Regions from separate parts of the Rattus norvegicus genome. Here region 1 is linked to region 2. A link is a contact called in public Hi-C data. All regions are on one chromosome and are shown on one strand. Each heading gives the region's core, a stretch centred on a gene start, on an enhancer-like site or on the middle of the called end of the contact. The rest is flanking DNA. Distances are from core to core; before and after follow the strand shown. Region 1 has its middle 12 kb from the start of Fam53b. Region 2 holds the start of Oat (ornithine aminotransferase).

Region 1 (7,139 bases), core at 1,426-3,925, 230 kb after region 2:
AACAAGTTTTCCAGACTGTGCATGATTTAACCCTAGAAAGTCTCATGCCTGAATGACACATCAGCTGGGACAGAGGACACAGCCCTCAACCCTCAGTGCCAGCTGAAGAGGAGTGGCTGAGAAGGGTGTGCATTTTAAAGAGTTCTGCAGGTACCAGATTGCTCCACAGTGTCCCCTGCTGACAGTATTTAAACATAGCTCCCTTGTGACGGGGGAGGAGAGCTGGCTTTTGCTGAGCTCCCACCATGGGTCAAACACCAGCTCAAGGAACTCTCTTAAAACAAACCAGTTTCTACAGAACTACAGGATGGGGATGCTAGAGGGTACCAACTAATAAGAGCAAAGGAGAGATTAGGAGTGAGGGACAGAGGAAGAGAGGGAGGGGGAGAGCGGACAGTTGGGGAAGAGAGAGAAGGAAATAGGAGGGAGAGAGGGAGAGAGAGGGAAGGAGAGAGAGGGAGGACGAGAGAGGGAGAGCACAAAGGAGCACCCAGTAAGGGCTTCCTGTAAATTGTCAGTTAAGTGTCTCCTCTATGGGCCCTCAAGTATCTATCTTAAACTTTTTCCATAACATATACCTACTACACTGAAAATAAAGGGGAGATGGGGATTTGAATCTTTATCAATCAAGATAGTGAACTTATCCTGCCTTGAACAACCTTAAGTCCTGTCTGCAGCAACACAGACAGCTTTTCCAGAATGCTTGCTTTGATGTTAAAATCAATGCACATCACACTCTTCTAAGGGGGGTAGGGGGCAGCAAGTCCTTGAGCAGAGCTATTTTGAACGGGTCTCAAGAGCATCATGTTCCCTATGTGGACATTTGGGAGAAAACCATAGGCATTCCCCAAGCCTCTTCTTGACTAGCACAGCATCCAGAAACTGGCTGGCACACCCCTGGGTCTACAACTACAGTCACTAACCTTGTGACTCAAACCTTCTTTCTCTAAAGGGGGCCTATCACCTGGAACAAGTTTTCTGCTAATCTAGCCCACAGCCAAGGGGGGAGGGGGAATCTACAGACCTTCAACTCACCGTCAGAACTGTGACTACGATAAGTCCCTGCTAAGTGGACAAATTAAAATGAAACCAAAACTTGGCCCAGTCAGGATCCTGAGTTTCACGGGTGGGCAAACTCCATTCTTTCCCGGGGCCCCAAGTGAAGTCACATCATTCTAAATGAGAGTCTAGGATTCAGCAAGGAGGGATTCCCACTTTCAGGCAGGCGTGGAGACTGCTGGGAATACATATGCTAGCATGTCATTTGGAGGCCTGCTAATATGTTGAAGGAGCACAAGACATTTGCCTGGCTTCCTGGGCCAATAAACAATGTCATTCCAACTCTTGAAGCAGTCAACAGAAAACAGTCCCTTTTCTTCACCGTCCAATAATTCAACAAACATTTGTTCCTGTTGAACCACCACCAGCCTAGCTCCATCTGCACCAACTCCTGCGAGACAAGTACCGAGGCAGCAGAGGCGGCACAAATGGGGCCAGGACCTGAATGCAACTCAGGACGGGGACCACTTTCCCAACACCAGAGTCCTGATTCTACCGTATGGAAAACTCAGGAGTGTGGCCTATAGGAGGCAGAATCCCATTCACCAAATGCTGCAAAGAGCTTTTCTTTGTTCGCCATGGTACTAAGTACAGTACGTGTTAATGAACCCGGCGGTCAGAAGGAGCAAGCTTGGCATCAGGGGGCGTCCGAAGGGAGGGTCCAGAGCAAGCCTGCCCACGCAATTCCAGGCTCTTGTCCCACACTCCCCAAGCACTGTTCCCTCAGTCTGGGGGTGAAAGAGGAGCTTGTGTATGTGTCGGGGGTGGAGGGGAGTACGGGGGGTATCGAGAAAACATTTGAGCCAACTCGAATCACCCTCTTCGGATTCTTGGGTTTTCAAGTCTCTTTCGTCCCGGTTCCACCAAGAGAAACCCCTAACAGGGAACCTGACTCCCACTGGCTCTCTAATCAAGGATTGGCAGAAAGAAAAAAAATGTGCCTAGGCTAGTATCCTGTGACGGACGGCCCTCTTCGCCATGTGCATAAACCACGCCGGCACAGGCGACCCCCCACTCCTCAAGCCCTGGCCGCGACCACACCGCCTGCTTCCCCTCCCTAGGCAGAGCGCCCTCTCACCCCCATCGACACCGCGCGGGTCAGTCAGCAGCCTTGGAGTCGTCCCTGCGCGCCCGCATCCCAGGGGTGGCGGGTGTAAACTTCCGTGAACAAAAGAGTTGTCTGCAAACGATGCGGAACTTCGGGGCTCAGAGCCTTCGCTGCTGCCACAGCCAGGGCTCGAGTTGAGCCTCAAAGGAGGAGGCTGCCCCGGACGTAGCCGTCTCCACGGCCGTTCGCCGGGCCCGCCGAGCGCAGACTTTTCTGCAGCGCTAGGTTTGCTCTTCCCCCGCCAGCGTGCTGACAAGTCTCACGCCTGCACCGGGGCGAGCAAGAGTCGGCGCCGGCAGAAACCACCCGATCCGCCGCCTAACAAGGAGACAGGGAGAAAGAAAGCCAGCAGCATTAAGGAAAGAGCGAACGCAGCGCACGCGAGCCCAGCTTTCCCCGCCAGCGCCGGGGAGTTCGCACGGATCCCGCTCCGGACCAGCCCCCTGGCGCGGTCGCCCGGCCGGGTCGCTTACTGTGCGCGCCGGACGCGGGCCGTCACTGCTAGCGCTCGCCAAGTCGTCCAGGCTGCCCGCCCGCGTCCGCCGTGCGCACGCTCTCCTGCCGGCGCCGAGCGCTTTGTACCGAGCGACTCCCGGGGAGGAGGAAATAGACTTGTCACTTCCTGAACTGTTTGCAACTCGTCCCTTTAACCGACCTCGGTCAGGCCGCCTGTGCCCGCCGCTGCCGGGCCGCCCGACCGCGGCTGCGTGAACTCGGTGGCGTTGTGCGGGCGGCGTCGCGGCCGGGGCACCCGGCGTGCCGCTACGAGGTGCAGTGCGCGCAGCCGCCGGTGGGCGGGGAGTGGGGGGGGGTCACGGCGCGCCTCCGTCAGGGCTGCCGGGTGTCCAGTGAACCCGCAGGGCGAACCCCTCATGCCGAGAGGCCCAGGGAAGTAGCACCGCACAAGTCAGAATTGAAACTCAGGCCTCGTGGGCTTCGGATAGCCAGCTTCCGGGTTTGGCTTCGCAGTTTAAAACAATCTGCGGCGAACAAGACCGCAAAGAGGGGGCGGACCATGGAGCGGCCACACTTTAGGATAATAAAGCACTGTTTCTGCTCTGGGTGCGATCGAAATTGAGGAATTTGTACTTCAGATGCCACATCCAAAATACATGCAACTGGGGAAGGAAGGATTTGCGGTTGCTAAGCAGAGGCAGGGCATGTTTAGTTCTGTAACTTAGGATGTTGACTTAAGTGCAGGAATGTAACCCTGATAGAATAAGGAGAGTATTTTCATTGTGCAGCTCACCTGGGGGAGGGGACAAGGTTCCTTATGAAATGAAGTCCTAGATTTCTCATCACTCCTTTCCTGCTGATGTGTGTGTTATTAGCCTTTTCCAAAGAGATTTTTTTTTTAAGAGTTCTGGGCTATTTTTTTTTTTTTTGTCCCTATGCCTGTTTTGCGTTCCCCTTTGCCAAAAAAACAAAACACCTCATTACTTTACATGGATTGTGTCTGCACCATTTGAATGGTTCTATTCATAAATCAGGAAACTTTTTCTGTTGCTTCGAGGAACACTTAATTGGTTTTAATCCAATGTTGCAATCCTAGTATCAAACATAAATGAACAATTAACTTTTTGAGTTTGTGTGCACTTGGGAAACTATTTGATTCCATGGATATTGCTGAAATATTTCAGTTTGTCACCACACTGGACCTATTCTTTTCAGAAAAGCATGACCTAACGTATTTCACACTAACTACAGCTCCTTACAGAGGTTCTGCCATAAGATTAAGATGCTCATCAGAAGAAAGGATGTCAGCTCACCTCAGAGAGATGATGTGAACATAATCAAATCACTCTAAGGCCAAGTGTGCTAATACACAGAATATAAAAGATGCTGATATCCATAATACATTACTTCCTTTTAAGAAAATGTTAAGGGCCATTTTTTAAAGGAATAAGACTCACATGTTCTGTCAAAAGAAGGTAGGCACATGAAAAGCAGAGACTACTATAATACACTTAAGGTCATTTCCTGAAAGCCACCTTATCACAGCACAGCTCCACCATCTTAGCCTCCAAGTACTGTAAGAACAGAGTTTAATGCACTAGCTTTTTTATTGGGAGGCCTAGAGTGACTCCTGCTGGCTAACATTCCGTTTATCCCTGCAATTACTAGTTCATCAGGTCAACTTAAAAAAATCAAGATGTCAGGGGTCCTAAGTCTGGAAACAATTATTGCAACCATTATTCTTGTTGCTTTCAGAACCATGTTAGTCTCATGAAATCACAAAGATGGGGGTTATGGGGAGCTCCTTTGCTCTAATGCCTCAGTTTTCAACCCTAAACAGCCTGTTTTTCTGGTTCTTAGCCTTTCTTGACCTTGCCTAGGACTAAAATTCCTGCTTAAGGAGCTGGCTAACCAATGGAGTTGTCTAAATCTGAATCTTCAAGACTAAAAAGGCACACATGTTAAGGCTTATGCCAGTCTTCCATAATGTTATCACATCTTGGCTTCTTACTGCTAAATATGATGAATCTTTATTATAAAAAAGTCCTGTCCCTTAGGCTGCTGTATTAAAGTTTTGTTTAGTTCAGAACAGACACAAACCCTGTCAACTGCATTTAAGATTAGGTAAACAGCAGTAGGAAGAAGAGGAGGAGCTCAACTGCCTACTGTTTGCTTGTGCCTAAATGGTCAACCAAATCAGAACAAGATTTAGAGTACAACCAAACACCTAATTCCAAATTCACAGGTCAATTCAGAAATAAATCCACAAATCTAAAAAACAGCCACCTGTAACTCTACCATTATCCTCAATAAATACTAACCTGATTTAGACTATTCAACACCCCAGGAAGTACAAAATGCAGGGATTACTTAGTTTCTTACTCTAAGACCAATATGGGACACAAGAATAAAACAATACTGGTTCTTTTGGCTTTCCCCCAAAAAGAAGCCTAGCAAATAGCAGGCTGTTTGTTTGTACGGTACGCAGCATGTATACTTCACCGAGTATCACTGTTACAGCTCTCCAATTCCAAGCTTACAGATCTTAAGCAACAGGAGACAATAAGGGTGTATTTTATTAAGAAAGGGTGTAACCAACTATAACTTGTATCAACAAGCTAATGAAGTGTTCACCCAAGCACATCTGTGTAGAGGAGGGTAAAGGTTGCTTTTGATATTCACTAAGGAGTGTCTAAAACAGTTAGTGGGTGTTTTATTCCTATGCCTTTAGAACCAGATCAATGAGATGCTCAAACAACAAAGAGCTAAACTTTAAGGTTTGAGTCAGTGCAAGTAAATGGTCAGTTTCATATCTATCTATACCTATGTCTAAGAGTACACCACTAAAATTCTAAGAGAATAACCATAGGAATTCATTTAGACTAACAAAGTGAACCAGACAAATGTCAGATGTGTTTGTTATACTGGGCCAACAGAGTATGCAGATGCTCGTGTACCAACCCTTTCATTCAGCTCAAAGCCACCGCGCCTCTGTCACACTGCTGTATTAAAAGCCAGTCACTCACATTTCACACTCTTCTTTCTACATCTGAAAAGACTTTTTTTTTCAAGCAAAACCTTTTAAAATTGCTTATAATAGATTATAGAGAGACAGATGTCACCAAATCCACCTGAAATGTTATCAAAGAGATTGGCTTCTGAAAGCAAGTTGATAGAATATACCTCAATGGCAAGTATATAAACTTTCTGGTCAGTTAGAGGCCAAACCTCTGAGTCCATTATGGGGCAATTTTCATATATAGATCTTACTCAGAAAAAAAGTCTGCAATTTTTTCCACATCTACAATGAATTACAACTAATAGTCCTACCTATCAAACATGTTATAACACATTAATCCCTGGTTCTTTCCTGTGCTTTTATCAACCATAAAAATAAGTTACAAATCTAGGATTATAAAATATGCATGCTAGATATCAAAAACACAGGGTATTTTAGACTATTTAGAAGCATTTTGATTCTTTTTTTTTTGATTCTTTTTTTTCGGAGCTGGGGACCGAACCCAGGGCCTTGTGCTTCCTAGGCAAGCGCTCTACCACTGAGCTAAATCCCAACCCCAGCATTTTGATTCTTAAAAGAAAAAATGTATTTTTTTGATTAAAAAATAAGCCAAATTTACTTCCATTGAAAAATAACCACAGCAGTGAATTTAATGATGCCAAGCTCACTCCTCTGATATAGAATAAGAGTTGAAAGCAGCTTGGAGAGGCAATCTGCACTTGAGAAGCAGTGCCGCTCTGTAACCGACTGTCTAGCACCATTGAGGTATGAAAGCATGCCAGCTGGGACGGCATTGTGTACCACAAAGTGTGGGTTGTAAGCCTATGTCCTGAGCACAAACCCTGGTTTCCAAGTTGGCAGGTGCTGAAAACACAGCAAATGTCACGCTTGCAACTCATTGGATGGAAGACCTCTGGCTAAGGCAAGCTAAAGGCTAAAAAGAACAGAGCAAGAGTTAAAACTTGAAAACTCAAACAGTTTGGTAGCAACTGTTTTGTAAAGTTCCTAGTGACTATTATTATTACTATAAGAAGCACAGGGATGAAAAGCAGGCATTAAAGCTTATTCAGTAAATAAAAAGAAAAAAAGTGTAATAAAGGCATTTAGTTATTAGAAAACTGACTAAACCAATCTTAATATTCTAATACTAAACTTCAAAAAACAAAGCCTGGGGTGCTGGAGAGACTACTCAGCAGTTTAGAGCACTTGTTATTGCAAAGGACCTGGGTTCCATATCCAGCACTTAATGGTAGTTCACACTGTTCATTTTACTCTAATTCCAGTGCCTAAGATGCCCTCTTCTGGTCTCTTCAGGCACCAAGTACATATGCAGTACAACATACACACATATAGGCAAAATATTCATAGACATGGAAGTAAATAATTATAAAAAAAATTAAAAGCACACCTCTGATGTATTTGTGATGATAGCAACTGAAGCAGATGTGTCACTACACACAACTAGCCATCTATAACAGCTTACCTGTTACTACACCA
Region 2 (6,646 bases), core at 2,452-4,951:
AAAAAAAAAACAAAAACAAAAAAAACTGGTTATTGAAAAAAATCCTAAAAATGCTTTTAACGGTGTAGTTTTACAGGTTGCAATAAGACAGCAAGTGACTGTAGATGTGGGTTGGGGGGGTTGGGGGGGCTGTAAACCCAGCATTGGGGGGGAGGGTGGGCTGAGACACGAGGGTTTCCAGTCCAAGGCTACATTCAGCTGACTCAAAACAAAATAGACTGCAAAGATTATCTAAACTGGCTTATCTCAATTTACACAGCTAGAATCTATCTATTTATCCCCTCAATTTCATATAGAATGATGATAATCAGTAACATAACAGAACCATTCAAAACCTGAGTAATATTCTCAGGTTCTCTGGATATTTAACCTAACTGGGAAAGGCCACAAGTTTCACAAACCATGACATACCAGAATCCAGTGCACACATTTCTATTAAAGAGCCTCTGTGTTCGAGCTACTGAGCTTGGTACCGTATGAGAAATATTAGAACAAAATTAAAGAGGGCTTTAAAACGGCCACCAACAACCTTCTCTTTCAAAGGAGCTCGGGAAATGGTAGAGGTATTATAGAAAATCCACGGTGTTTCACAATCCAGATTTAAATTCAGTCTGTGGCTCTGCCGAATGTGCCACTCTTCCTGAGCTTTGATGGGGTTGAAGCCATTCACGGTGTCTTGAGGAGTCCATGTTAAAGCCCTGGGTTTAGCACAAAGGAGCTATTCATTGCGTTCTCTTCTGCTCGAAGTTCATAGGAACACTAGCCAAGTTCTACAGCTTAAAAAAAAAAAAAAAAAAAAAAACACTGGCAGGGTTCTTGTTCAAACTGGATTATTTTTCACTAAAACAATAAAAGTGAAGTCCTGGGGGACTAAGGATCAGTTGGTAAGTTCTTGCCTAATATATATGAAGCCTTGGGAACCATCTCCAGCACCAAATAAGCTAGAGAAGCAGAGGCAGAAGGATCAGGAGTACAAAACCATCCTTGGATACACAAGAGGTTAGAGGTTGTCAAGCATGCTGATATCTGCCTTTAATCCCAGCACTCTGAAGGCAAAGTCAGATGGATCTCTAGGGGTTTGAGGCCAACCTGGTCCTACCTAGTGAGTTCCAGCTCAGCTAGGGCTATAAAGTAAGACCTTGCCTTAATATTAAAATAAAATAAACAGCAAGACAAGTTTCAGTCAGACAAGAAAATTACCTACTTACGAGATTACCATTAACTACTGACTTTCTTCTGTGAATAAAGACTATGCACATAATATTTTTTCTACCTTCTCCCTTTGAATTTACCATGCAAGTCCCTTCTAAACACTCTCAGAATGCTGCAGACTTTTATCACAGATCCTAACACTTCAGACACTTGTTTTTAAGCAATCCAGACTGTGAAACTTAAGCTTGTAAAAAGGAGTAATCAACCACATCTCAAAAATCGCCTCCCCTGGGTACCCGCCTTCTGCTGGCACTCTCTTGCCTGGCAAGAGAACAAGATCCTTACTGAACACACAATTCCTGAAAGAGGCGAGGTGGCAACCAGACAAGCCAGGTCATGAGGCCACCTATCCTGCATCAAAGTAACTCCGTTCTGAGAGACTGCCTCTCTGTCCTCCTGTGCAAGCTCATCTTTTCATCAACGGCTCAGAGTTGAGGACAACTCTGTCTGCAAAGTGAGTCTGGGACAGCCGGGGCTACCCAGAGAAACCCTGTCTCAAGAAACCAAAAAAGACAAGTAGATTAGTTAGACAGATGGGTGGATGGATGGATGGATGGATGGATGGATGGATGGATGGATGGATGGATGGGTAGATGGGTAGATGGATGGATGGATGGATGAATGGATGGATGGATGAATGGATGGATGGATGGATGGATGGGCGGGCGGGCAAGTGGGCGGGTGGGCGGGTGGATGGCTGGGTAGATACAATGATGTGTTGTCAAACACATTTTATTATTTATATTTACTATTTATCTACTATTTATATTTAGCAGATATAGGGGCCTAAAAATGAAAAATGACAGGCCAAGCACTTTGAACACCTAATGTTTCATTTCAGGCCACCATTGTTCCTTCCCCATCGGCCCACAGGAATATTTCCACAGTACAGTTCCCATTAAGGGCTGCATTTGGAAGAATTTGTTTAGCCTGCCTTATTAAATAACACTTTCCCAAATTACTCTAAAAGAATCGTCAGTGTAAAGTCATCCAAAAGCCATTGAAAATACTCAGCTTGAGAAGTAAATTTGGTTTGGCTATTGTTAAATATTTACTTTTCTGAGGTAACCATTCACAAATACAGCCCTTATTTTTTTGAAGTTCTGTCAACATAAGCTTTGTTTTATGTAACCAATATTCTGGCTAAAATTCACCTCAAGTGCGTCACTGGCAAACAACTAAAATAACACTACTGGGAAAGGATTGGACCAACTACACCACACCCTCTGCACACCTCCAAATCACTGTCCATTCATTACTATTTTTTGAAGTATAGAGTTTTTGGCTCATCCTCAAGACCTCAGCAAAGTGCATAAAATACATCAATTAACCATAATAAAAGCAGACTATGGAAGGTAAATATATGAGACCGGGGGGAGGGGAGACGCCTTTAAAAATATGTAGTAATTAAAGATTTAGGGGCTGGAAAGATGGCTCAGCAGTTAAGATCACCCACATTCTTCTTGCAGAAGACCAGAGTTTGCAGAAGATCCAACGCCCACATTACCCGTGGCACAACTATCAAGAGTGGCTCTGGGGATACTGGATCCCTCTGGCCTCGGATGGCACATTCATTCATGATCACACACACACAATCTAAAGTACGTTACAGGGCACATAAAATTAATTTACCTACAGACACTGACAATCTGAATGAGAAGAAAATTTAGAGTGGAGAACCGGAGGTTATTCAATTGGAAAAGCCATTTCATTCCAAAATCACTCCTTGTCCCTTAATATATCTTGACACATCTACAAGGTAAATGTACTCCCAGGCATATTGTAGGCCTGAGGCAAGATTTGCTGGCAGCCAGAGCTCCCCACAATTAGGCTGGAATTTACTGAGGTTCAGCATAGCATGCTAGAGGCCTAAGGAGGGGGTCTACGTGCAGAAAGCCCTGTGGGCCAATCCCTAGCCACCATCTCATCATAATGTGCACGTCACTTCCTCAATCCTCTTACTTGGTTTAGGACTGGAGAGAAGTAAGCATTGGGGAGGGATGGGCATGATATGCCACGAGATGTAGAAGCTGCCCAAGGAACTCGGGCTGGGTCCGCATCAGCGCCCCCTCCCGGTGACGTGGTCACAAGTTCACAGCTCTGTCCCCAGGGATCGGGTGCCCAAGGATCGGATCCCCCACAGCCAAGCTGCTCGAGGTGCCCCGCGCTCGCAACGCCGCCTTCTCAAAGCCGAGGCCTCCAAGGCCCTATCCACACAGCCGAGTCTCCCGAGCCGTGCCTGGCAGGCGGCCGTTCCACATCTCCCGCCTCTCGTTCCCCGCCCGTCCTCTAGCCGAACCCGCCCCACCCCGAGCCTGCACCGCGCCCTAGACCCAGAGATCCCAGCATTGCCCCGGTGGAGACTCCGGAACACCGAGAGTCCGGGTAGCTCCGGCCCAGCCCCGGCGCGCACGTAGTACCTGACAGCGTCCGCTAAGCGACACTGACTGTATTTCAGCCACGAAGCCCGATGTGGCAGCCCGGCGCGTCAGGCTGTTTAAGACGACGTGTCTGTCCCGCCCCCGCCCGTTCTCTCAGTTCATTGGCTATGGCGGAGGGCCGCACACCAATCATAAGAGGCTCACCCTCGCCCCACCCACCCGGCCTTGATCCTCCGGGAGCCAAGATCTGCTGCCTTCCCCAAGTGCGCAGTCTGCTTTTGTGCCTGCTGCGCTTGAGCTCTGGCCTGAACTTGGAGCAGTCCGCTTTCTTTTACAGGAAGGGAAACGGGGGCGCGAAGGACTGGTGGCCTCTCACTGCGTTTCTCTAGCCGAGGGACCCTCCAAAGCCTTTCCTGAAAGAGCCTCTTGGGAGCAAATATCATATCTTAAACCCTGAACCCTCACTACCAAAATGGCAAAACAGCTTACTGATGCTTCTAATATCATCTCTGCGGCTGTAAACGCTGCCCAGATGTTAGTAACTGTTGTTATTAGTGGTTGGAAATGACAGCTACACAGTACAGACTTGCCTGCACTTCCTCCACTACCGTGATTAAAACTCAAAACCCGAAAAGGATATTGCAGGATAAACAGAATCAGAAGTCACTTAGGTACCATTTTGTCTATAACACTCATAATAAGTCATAAAACATGCAGAGAATAGAAGAGTTAATCTAGTCCAGTGCCAAAAGCTGCAGGCCACAGAGGACCAGTTATGCACTACCCTATAGTGATGCTTCAGGGTCAGCCAGAAAGATTTCACACTCCAAGTTGGAATGAACATGTGTGGATAAGAAAGTACAAGGATGGAGGGACTGGCACATCAGAGAGAGCCACTCTAAGTATCCAGGGCTAGATGTGGGGTTTCTAGAAGCCAAAAGAGAGAGGAGTTTGAGGAAGGACTACTTGGAGGGAGCTGGGTACTAAGCTTCAAAGTTTCCTCCATGCTTCTCATGGATTGAAGCCACTAAGAGTCCAGAAGCCTAAGGAGTTTGTTAAGGCAGGTGATAGTGGTGGTGGCATACACCTTCAATCCCAGTACTTGGAGGCAGAGGCAGGGAGATCTCTGTGAGTTCCAGGCCAGCCTGGTTTACAGAGGAAGTTCCAGGACAGCCAGAGTTACACAGAGAAACCCTGACTTGGAGGAGGAGGAGGAGGAGGAGGAGGAGGAGGAGGAGGAGGAGGAGGAGGAGGAGGAGGAGGAGGAGGAGGAGGAGGAGGAAGAGGAGGAGGAGGAGGAGGAGGAGGAGGAGGAAGAGGAAGAGGAGGAGGAAGAGGAAGAGGAAGAGGAAGAGGAAGAGGAGGAGGAGGAGGAGGAGGAAGAGGGGAGGAGGAGGAAGAAGTAGTAGTGTAGGCACTTGCCAGGCTCGGTGGATCTAATACAAGTTACAGTCATCTGATAAGAGGAAACCTGAACCAAGCAAACATCCCTATAAGACTAGACTGTGGGGGGCTGGGGATTTAGCTCAGTGGTAGAGCGCTTACCTAGGAAGCGCAAGGCCCTGGGTTCGGTCCCCAGCTCCGAAAAAAAAAAAAAAGAAAAAAAAAAAAAAAAAAAAGACTAGACTGTGGGCAAGAAAGAAAAGACAATTCCCACAGACTAGCCTCCCTAGACTCAGAGCAAGAACAGAAAGAGAAGGAAAAGAAAGCAGGACAGGAAAGAGCTGAGGAAATGGTTCAGCAGGTAAAGTGATTGTTTAGCAAGCATGGAGAGACCAGAGTTCAGATCCCCAGAGCCTACATAACTATGCTGAGTGGGCATAGAGGCCCATCTGGAAACCCAGTGTTCAAGGAGGTAGAGACAAGAAAATTCCTAGAGCTCTGGGTTCAAGTGAGAGGCCCAGACTCAATTAAATAAATACGGAGGAGGAGTCAATCGTGCACCCACAGTCATGCAAATGCTGGTACAGGAACACGACAGACACATCTAAAGACAAACAAAAAGAGACCAAGCTAGAGGGAAAATAAAAGACATTCAATAGCCATTACAGGGAATGTCTTAGTTGACCTGGTCAGTAGGGGCAGAGGTAGTGTGGGCTCAGAGACAGTGTGTGAATCCAATATCCTCAGAAGCACTGAGCAAGCCTCCCGGGCTCATCCTGTCCTTGGCTAAGGTCATTTTCCCAGATCATTACTATAATGACCATTGCCCTCTGGAGTTCATTATTATGAGCCGGTGACTTTGGTTTTTTCTTTTTTTAGTAATTCCTTTGATATCACCTACTCAGTATGTTCAACCTCCTGGGGGGTTGGCCCTTCTTTCCCTGGGGTCAGAAAAGAACTGTTTCTTTGTAGTTCTGCTCTGCAAACCAGGACAAGTGTGTAAATCCAGGGCCCAGGGACCTTGTAATGCCTTGGCAAGCGGGAGCAGCTGAGCTCATCAAGAGAGCTAAGGGTAACATCAAAACATGTGGCAATCCTTTTGGACTCACAGGTAGGGTGCTCTTTGATGAAAAGGTTTTCATAAGCGAGAAACCTCTGGGAACGTCTGAGTTTTATCACTTCTCACTTATCAGAGAACGGCACTGGGTACAAAGAGCATGATAAAAATTTATGGTTTCCCTCCTACTCCATTTTTTTTTCCCATCACTAATTGTAGCCAAGAAAGAACAACGTGCACCTTGGAGGAGCCTTTTCCCACAGAGAAACGAGAGCTGTTCTGACTGCATTTGCACAATCTAAAAACACAAAGAAGGGTCAGAGCCTACATGACGGGGATTGTAAAGTCTTGACCAACAGATTCGAGCAAATAGTTCTACGAGAAAACCTAGTGGTAAAGCTCCTGCAGTGCTCCTGTGCCCACGGACACTGAAGTGGCAATCACGGAGCCTGCATAGGTCAGCATTAGTCCTCTGCCATATACGTGATTGTTGTTAGCTTGGCGTTCTTGTGAGACTCCCAAAAATGGGAGTGACGGCTGTCTGACTCTTTTGTCTTCTCTTGGTACCCTTTTCCTCCTACTGTGTTGCCTCAGCTAACCTTGATATGAAGGT

What was found. A called contact is a pair of places that touch in the nucleus more often than the background predicts.
Region 1: a Hi-C map of hepatocytes shows a contact between it and region 2, with 1.6 times the contacts expected there. The contact joins the enhancer-like site here to the promoter of Oat in region 2. A contact is called at or near these places in 2 of 12 Hi-C or Micro-C datasets (hepatocytes and kidney) and 1 of 1 datasets of contacts at active chromatin or transcription factors (oligodendrocytes).

What each region holds. Positions count from the first base shown.
Region 1 is chr1:197,029,591-197,036,729 of GRCr8, forward strand. It overlaps a transcript of Eef1akmt2 not described here. Among named protein-coding and RNA genes, the nearest start is that of Fam53b, 12 kb to the left of the region's middle. Within about 2 kb of position 2,676, at least 55 of the 93 cell types and tissues checked have an H3K27ac peak or open chromatin away from gene starts, as enhancers often do. A contact at or near this core is called in hepatocytes, where this site is marked.
Region 2 is chr1:196,794,053-196,800,698 of GRCr8, forward strand. Oat (ornithine aminotransferase) reads right to left here and starts at 3,702. Exons shown (of 10, transcript NM_022521.3): 1 at 3,633-3,702.